Regions from separate parts of the Mus musculus genome. Here region 2 is linked to region 1. The links are chromatin contacts, called in public HiChIP or PLAC-seq maps. All regions are on one chromosome and are shown on one strand. The core of a region is the stretch at or near the end of the contact, and the rest is flanking DNA. Distances in the headings are between cores, read along the strand shown. Region 1 has its middle 18 kb from the start of Tenm4. Region 2 overlaps Tenm4 (teneurin transmembrane protein 4).

Region 1 (4,231 bases), core at 563-3,062:
TTGGCCATGACCCGCCACAGGGGGGAGCCCAAGAGACTGAGGCTAAGGATAGCAGAAGCTGGAGCAGGACAGAGACCTGCTGAGAACAGGTCATCTGTGTTCTAGGTGAGCGAGGGTAACCCTTGAAAGTCTAGTCTGTACCACTGAGGCCATAGAGGCAAGAGTGGGTAAAGGTGGTGATACACCTTGGAAAGCTGTGCAACCAGGCCTGGAGGATGAACTCAGCTTTCCCAGCTCATCTGCAAGCTATCCTGAGCAGAGCGGGGAGGAAGCAGGGGACTTGATGAAGCCCCTTGAAATAGCAATCTATCCCCATGGACACCCTAAATTCACTCATGAGGGGGAAGCAAGATTGCATTCCACTCAGAGCTGCTTCTTAATACTGATGAGTTGTAAGATGAGCATTAGCACAACATAAAAATTATGATCATGATAACAACAATAATAAAAAGGGTTTAAATTTGTACAGCACGTTATAGTTTGCAAAAATGCTTTCCCATTCATTAGCTTGTATGTGCATCATAATAGCCCCATGAGAAAGACAAGATGATGGCTGCTAGCCATTTTATGGGTGAAGAAAGGACTCAGAGGGCTCAGGGATAAAGTGACTGGTTAACAGCTGGTGGGAGGTGAGATCTTTACCCCAAGCTCGAGGCTCTTTGCCAAGCCTTCAGAGAAAGGCTTGGGCAGCCTTGCTCATTGCTCTGAGGTTATCACCAAAAGACAGAGTGGGAACCATCGGTGAAGGAAGCTCAAACTCAGAGTGACTTCTCCTAAGCCTCCCACTGTGTGATTTGGCTCATTGGATTTGAAACGCATCGCTGGATACCTCTACCACCACTGGTCAGAAATAAGCCAAGTCGGTAGCAGGGGTTCCAGAATTCAAGCTCCTCTGTTAGTAAATATTTGGGGAACCACACTGATAACTCCTTCAAAGACAAGTGTGCAATTCAACGTTCAGGAGCAAAGGAACAGGAAAGTGGAAGACCCCAAAGCTGCAAGACATCCAGAGAGGAACAACAGAGACACAAAAGAGGGATCGAGGAGAATAAGAAATCTGGTTAAGAAAGGGCAAGAAGGGGGAGCTAGAGGGATGGCTCAGAGGTTAAGATTGCTTGTTGCTCTCGCAGAGAACCTGGGTTCATTTCCTGGCATCCTCATGGTGGTTCACACGTATCCTTAACTCCTCTTTCAGGAGATCTGACTCCCTCTTCTGACCTTTGTGGGCACCAGGCACATAGGAACTCATACACATAAATAAATCTTTAAAAGAAAATGTAAAGAAAGGGCAGGAAGGATGACCATTAAAGAGGAGTGAAAAGGAAAAAAGAGGGGGAGAGATTAGTTTGAGAACAAAAGAAATCGGCACAGCCTTGGAGAAAAAGAAAGGGGGGTGGGAAGTTGCCTGGCTTTGAGTAACAAGGAAAGCATGTGTTTTAAAGAGGCGATTAAATATCTTATTCTCTTGTCCCTAAATGTAAATGTTTCTGTCTCCTTGGGAGTTAATCAGGCTTAAAGCAATTCTAAGCCTTAAGGGCTTGGCTTAACCGCAACAAAGAATGTGTCCAGCATGCTGACCTCTGTCGGGCCAGTATGTAAAGGCAGCAGAGAAAAGAGATTAAGGAGCTGCCCTCACACCGGCGGTGCAGCCACTCCTATCAAGGCATCTCCAGCCCCTACCCCCACCTCCACCACCCACTCCCCTGTCCCCAGCGGGCAGAAAGCTGACCCACAAACGCAGCTGTGAGTCAGGAGCCTTTTAAGCACGCTTCCACACCCTCTGCCCCTCTAACAGCTACCAGAGGAGACGGAAGGCTGAGAGAATCCCCATTGGCTGAGAGAGTGGTAGGCGGGGCATAACCCTCAGGGGTGGAGTCTCTGGCAACTGCTTGGCCTTCCGGGCCTGTGGTAGTGAGTATTATAGGAACTTCTCTAATCACAGATCCTGCTGTTTCTTCTGTTTGCTATTTATTGTATTTGTGGTTTTATTAAAATCCTGCTACATAATATATTGTTGTGATTTTTCTAGCTTAAAACAATTTGCAAGTCAGGAAATTGGAAAGAGCAGCGAAATGGCTGGTCTCTGCTTCTCAAAGTTTAGGTCTTCATACCTAAAAAAAACCAAAGTATGAAAACAGCTAGGAACTTCTTCACTCACATATCTGTGCAGCACATATGAACTATTGGCTGGAGTAAGGCACTAGAGGCTCTTTCTGTGGCATAGACTCCCTCATCTAACCATTGGCATCCTACAAACACAGCCAAATTCAAGGAAAAGAAGAACCAACACCCAGATCTTGATAGAGCTGGGGGTGAGGTAGAGGTAGTTTCCAATAGAACATGCCAGGAAGATGAACAGCTTTGAGAATGGCATTCTCCTTAAACCACTACACTTCTATCAGGTACCATTGTCCACCTAGGAATGAGGAGTCTGGTCTTTGAAGGATGAAGTAATGGATCCCCGTTTCATCAACTAACAGTAAGCAAAGGGAGAATTTCACCCCAGTTGCTCAAAGAATCCTGATTCCATATTGCTACAGGCAACTTGAAATGATAAAAAGGACTTCCTCTTGTGGCCCTTGCAGCCACACCGTATGTGGGACACTGTGCTGAACATACTTTGTTCTTTTCTTCACTGACCAAAAAAAAAAAAAAAAAAAAAAAATGCTATTATTTGTTGAGATTACTCTGTGCAAAGACTTGTTTTGTAGCTGGACTTTTCAGAGTCCAGGGTGTGTCTGTTTTATAACGGAGACTGGGGAGGGAAGCAGTCACTTGCTCAACCTCCCCATGTGACAAAGAGTGGCAGCTGGGAACCTGCCTTCTGTTTTCTGACCAGAGAAGATTGTCAGATGGTGCGCCATGCAGAGGCCATTGTTTGTAAACAGACAGTGTTGAGGGGGCCTGGGGCTCCTTTGCAGAGATATAAACTTTTCTAAGGAAGCCTGAGCAAAAACAGGACATAGAAGAAGACTTTTGTCTCACTTGCAGACTTTCCAGAGATAGGTGTGTGTGTGTGTGTGTGTGTGTGTGTGTGTGTGTGTGTGTGTTAAAATTGTGTGCATCTGTGTGCATGTTCCAAAGCCAGTGAAAACGACATTGGGTATCCTGTTCTACCACTCTTTGCTTTATATCTTTGAGGTAGGATCTCTCACTGGAGTTGAAGGAGGCTGTTAGCCAGGGAAGCCCCAGTAATCCTCTTCTCTCTGCTCCCATGAGGACACATGCGTGACCATGCCTTGCTTTTTAGGCGCTGATATCTGAATTCCAGGCCCTCACGCTTGCAAAACAAGCATTCTGGAGAGATGCCCACTGGGTCTATCCCTCCAGACCTGATTCCAAGGTTATATTAGGAGACACCCTTCCCTTCTCTGATCTCCATAATGCATAGGTAAGGAAATAAAACCATAGGCTTTGGGGGTTCTCAAACAAGAAGAAAAAAATAAACCCACAAATAACTAGACAAACGGAAGACAGTGACAGAGCATAGAGTGCTATTCTGAAAGAGAAGGGGTGAACTCTCTAAGAATGGAGATCAAGAAAGGCATCCTAGGATGCATAGCGTTTGAGTGGGGTCTTGAAGATAAAGAGGATTACATGGTGCATTGATGAAAGAGACAAGCCTTACTTTCCCGGTGTCTTACTTCTATGTCTTTGCAGAGCTGAATTCTCAAAGAACCATCTCCTTTGAAAGGGTCAGAATCATACTTGTCTGTGAATGACTAGTCAGTTCAAGAGATATTTTCATCAGAGAACTCAGAGCCAATCAGGAAACTTATTTGCATAAAATCTTTAATCAAGTTCCAAAACCCAGACCCCAGTCTTACCCAAAGTAAGATTGCATGTTATAAGACCCTTATTTTCCAAGGACAGATGTCACTAAGGACATATACCTTATATCTTGAGATATACCTTATACCTTATACCTTATATCATATCTTGAGAGAGCAGTGAGGGAGCAGAAGGGACATCTGTCTAGTTCTGTACTGAACCATGGAACTCAAATTTCATGTGGCCCCATCATGCACTTTCAACCAGAAATTCCTTCAAGACCACTTGCTAAGGGACCTTAAATAAGTCCTTCTGTTTCCATAAACCTACTTGCACTGCTTTAAGGCAGGAATTGTGTGGAATTAAATACCAAGATTCTGTGGCACCTTTAGGTTCTTCAAGGTTTTTGCCAGCCAAACATTTAAAACTACCCCTCACTGACTCAACAGTAAAGGAGTTT
Region 2 (3,819 bases), core at 1,187-3,686, 420 kb after region 1:
TCAGACTTTGCTCCGCATCGTCTCTCAAGGATCCAGAGTAATAGAGATTGCATTTTCTGCAGCAAATGGCTTTCTGGCTGCTTTTCACAGCCCATGGCTCTGCTTAGTCATATGGCTCTGCCTAACTACAAGGGAGCAGAGAAATGTGTAACTACATAGATGGGGGAAGGAGAGAATATGGATGCAGGTTGTGATATAGTTTTTGGCTGTGTGCAAGCACTAGACCAGTGATTCTCAACCTTCCTAACGCTGAAGCCCTTTAATGCAGTTCGTGTCATGGTGATCTCCAACCATAAATTTATTTTCAATGCTATTTCATAACTGTAATTTGGCTATTGTTATGAATCATAACCTGAATATCTATGTTTTCCAGTGGTGGTCTTAGGTGACCCCTGTGAAAGAGTTTCTGACCCACAGGTTGAGAACCACTGCTACCTTGCCCCATCTGGCCTATTATAACAAAATGACTTAGGCTGTAAACTATAAACAACAGAAAGTTATTGCTGGAAGTTCTGAAGTCTAGGAAGTGTAATATCAGAGGATCAGTAGATTCCTCGTCTGGTGAGGGGCCTACTTTCTTGGTTCCTTTTCTATGTCCTCACATGGTGGGAAGGGGAACAGTTTCTTCAAGCCTATTTTATAGATGCATTCATTCTAGAAATAAGGGCAGAGTTCCTATGACCTAATCAATTCCTTGGTGCCTTAGCTCTTCAAACTAAGAGAATGCCTGAAATTAGGTTTCAACGTATGAATTTTTCAGGGACATAAACCGTCAGGCCAGTTGGCAAGGCAACTGTGGTGATGCAGTGAGGGATGCTAGGGCATGACTGTAGAGAGAGATAATAAGCTGAGAGCTAGACATTGTTGTGTCTGAAGGACCCAAGGAACCTCTAAAGCCAAAGTGTTTGGGAAGCACTTGAATATTAGGGCCAGAGGCTTAGGAGAGTTTTCCCACTTTCCCTAGTGGCTCAGAAATTAAAGGTGTGGGGGTGACCTCTGGGGAGAATAGTGCTTGCCTCCGGGGATCTCAAATTACACATCGATCCCAATACCAGAATTGCTTTTTTAAATTGTGTGACAATCTGGGTGCCTTTGAAATGGAGTCACTTCCTGCTTGACACTTTCCTAAGGCCCAGTCTCCCCAGCTGGGAGAAGTCACAGCTCCCTGGGCTTCTGCCACCCCACCCATCCCCCAGCCCCCACCCCATCCCACCCTCCCGTGGGTGTTGGGATCCTACACTGTCATTGTTCAGAGGCAGAGTCCCGGGGGTGGCATTTGTTCACCAGTCCTGGTGCCCAGGTGCTCAGGTAGAGTTGCTTGAACAAATGAATGAGTTAATGACAAGCTATTCAAAACTACTGGATCCCTTGTGAGACCCAAAATAGTCCTTCCACACTGGAGAGGCTTTTTAATAAGTTATAACACAGCAAATTAAAATAAACATTTGTCTAAACTTCCACCAACCAAGTCTCCTGAGGGTTGAACACCTTTTCATCTACAAAGTGCTTTCAAAACAAGAGCTGATTCTCCCCCTCAAGGCCCCTGGATATTGTAAACAGTAAACACATTCAGAAATAGATTAGCATTCAGTAGCTACGTTGCTGCAGGCTAGTTTTACAGAACACCTTCTCGGGAAAGAAAAGTGAATTGTCTTTGGGATTTTTTTTTTTTTTGGTGGGGGGTGGGCAGCTTCCACATGAGGCAGGGGTTGTGTCAAAGGCTTACAGCATCGTGGTGTTATGCTCTCGAGGCACATGTAGGGCAGGCATTCTGCTTCCTGCTTTAGAGATTTCAAGCACTCTAAGGTTCCAAGTCATAACTTGTCCAAGGGCACGTAATGGATAGATGAAAACCAAGAACTTCTCTTAAGTTCTGCTAATGCCTCAACCACCGGCCTTCACCTCAAAGGTTTATTTCCCAACATTTGGTCTACAGATTGCCCAGACTAACAGCGTACAGGGGGTGAAGCATGGCCCCAGCCAAGATTTATTAGATGAGACTCTGGAGGGAGAAGCTCGGGAATGGCATCTTTAGCAAAGCTCCCAGAGTCGTCTTTGATCACCTAGACCTTATGCCCATAGCGTGTCTCACAAGCTGAGAGAGATGTCTGTCTAAAGGGATGAGAGGGGAAAATCAAAAGGGAATCACTGGGTCCAAACACCTCATGCCTCGTGTTGAGTTTGGCAGCTCAGCTCTGTGCACAAACCATGTGGCAACGGCTTCCTCCCCCTGCCTCTGCAGGCTGCGCCGGCCAAGATGGAAAGCTTCCTCTGTGCCCTGCTTTTCATGGCAAGCCTGGGTGGATGTTTTCTCTCCACTCCATATGGATTTTGCAATTAACTCACTAGAAAAGTAAATCACAGGGTGCCTGGAATAATGAGTGCAGTGAGCAGCAGACTGCAGCCAAGTAGACTGGGCCCGGATCCAGCATGACTAAGGTTGCTGGGCGGGCACAGGAAAAAGGCAGGAGGCTGGAGGCTAAAGGAAGGCAAGGGCTGAGGGAGGAGGAGAGCAGCCACTGGGGAAGATGGAGGACCTTTGTGAACGTGAGGTTTAGGTTCCGTGTTCCTGTCCAACTCGTAGGTTTCGGGTTACTCTGACTGGCCGTACTAATGATATCATTTTGCAGAAAAAGAAGCTGAGACCCAGAGAGACACCATTGCTCCCCAACTTTGAACTTTCCTAGGAAGCCTCCAAACCTATCTCCTGGCCTACAGGGATCTTTTCTCTCATGTAGTAACTAAGTAGGAAGAACCCCTTCCTCATTAGCCTGGGGACAACTGGGAGCCTGAGAGAGAGCTGATCTGGGGGGGGGGGGGTGTGCAGCTCCTCATCTGTGAAGTGGGATGGCGATTACTCCTAACTGACAGCTATCCAATCTGGTATCTTACAGAAGAGCATGTTAAACCCTGCGTGGCACACAATAGGACCTTTGAAATGCCACTCACCTTTAATGAGTGGTGGTTCCTTCACAGACAAAAATACCATTGAATGACACAAGGAACAGAGACATGAACAAGCTATCATAGGAAGTGGGGTTTCTAGAAGCCTTGTGGATCGAGAAGGAGATAAGTCATGGAAATCAAGAGCAGTGGCCAATGCCTCTGGTCATCCTAGAGACTGCTGCTGGTGCTGAGTCTACTGACTGGGAATCAAAAGGCCTAGGACACTGCCTTTCTTATCATCCTACTTCTCAATGGGCCGGTTTAATCTTTCAAGATGGTGGGTTGAGCCCATCTTTGCCTGGAAAGCTTACTGCACGGGCAGAACCATGAGATGCAACTTGACTCCACAGGCTCTAAGAGACACTCTTGGGTCAAGCTACTAGCCACTGCAGGGGAGCCATGGGCACACATGCACTTACCATGGGTTCTTTTTTCTTTATTTATGTTTATTTTCAGCAAGACTGAAGCCTGGGCCGGGGCCTTGTCTGTATAGTGCATATGGGCCACCACTGAGCTATATCTCTAACCCTCCTTTGCTTTTTATTTTTCGACCCCTAGTTTGCTCATGATGGCCTTTAATTCATTCTATAACCCAGGCAGCTCTTGACTAATAACCCTCTTGCCTCAGCCTTGCATGTAGCTGGGTTACAGGCCTGTACCACCAGGCCTGGCTACAGGATGACCTCTTTGTCATGAACAGTCCTATCTAGATGTCTGTTATTCTGTCTCCTTACTCTAGATCCATAATTAGTCATCAGAGAAGACTAATAAGAATAGGAAAAACTGATGGCATGATTAGAGACAAGTAGAGGTTCTGTTTGCCCCAGCTGGAAAGTTTGGCAGCTGCCAGAAAGCCTTAACTTCAGACATGAA

What was found. HiChIP or PLAC-seq counts read pairs in DNA pulled down with a chosen protein or histone mark.
Region 2: an H3K27ac HiChIP or PLAC-seq map of the NIH/3T3 cell line shows a contact between it and region 1, with 3 times the contacts expected there. The contact joins two enhancer-like sites. A contact is called at or near these places in 1 of 484 Hi-C or Micro-C datasets (muscle stem cells), 2 of 115 datasets of contacts at active chromatin or transcription factors (the NIH/3T3 cell line and embryonic stem cells) and 1 of 9 other capture datasets (embryonic stem cells).

What each region holds. Positions count from the first base shown.
Region 1 is chr7:96,151,444-96,155,674 of GRCm38.p6, forward strand. No RefSeq gene overlaps it. Among named protein-coding and RNA genes, the nearest start is that of Tenm4, 18 kb to the right of the region's middle. Within about 2 kb of position 1,813, at least 151 of the 459 cell types and tissues checked have an H3K27ac peak or open chromatin away from gene starts, as enhancers often do. A contact at or near this core is called in the NIH/3T3 cell line and muscle stem cells, where this site is marked.
Region 2 is chr7:96,573,120-96,576,938 of GRCm38.p6, forward strand. The region is part of intron 6 of Tenm4 (teneurin transmembrane protein 4); the gene reads left to right. Among named protein-coding and RNA genes, the nearest start is that of Gm15413, 230 kb to the right of the region's middle. Within about 2 kb of position 2,437, at least 103 of the 459 cell types and tissues checked have an H3K27ac peak or open chromatin away from gene starts, as enhancers often do. A contact at or near this core is called in the NIH/3T3 cell line and muscle stem cells, where this site is marked.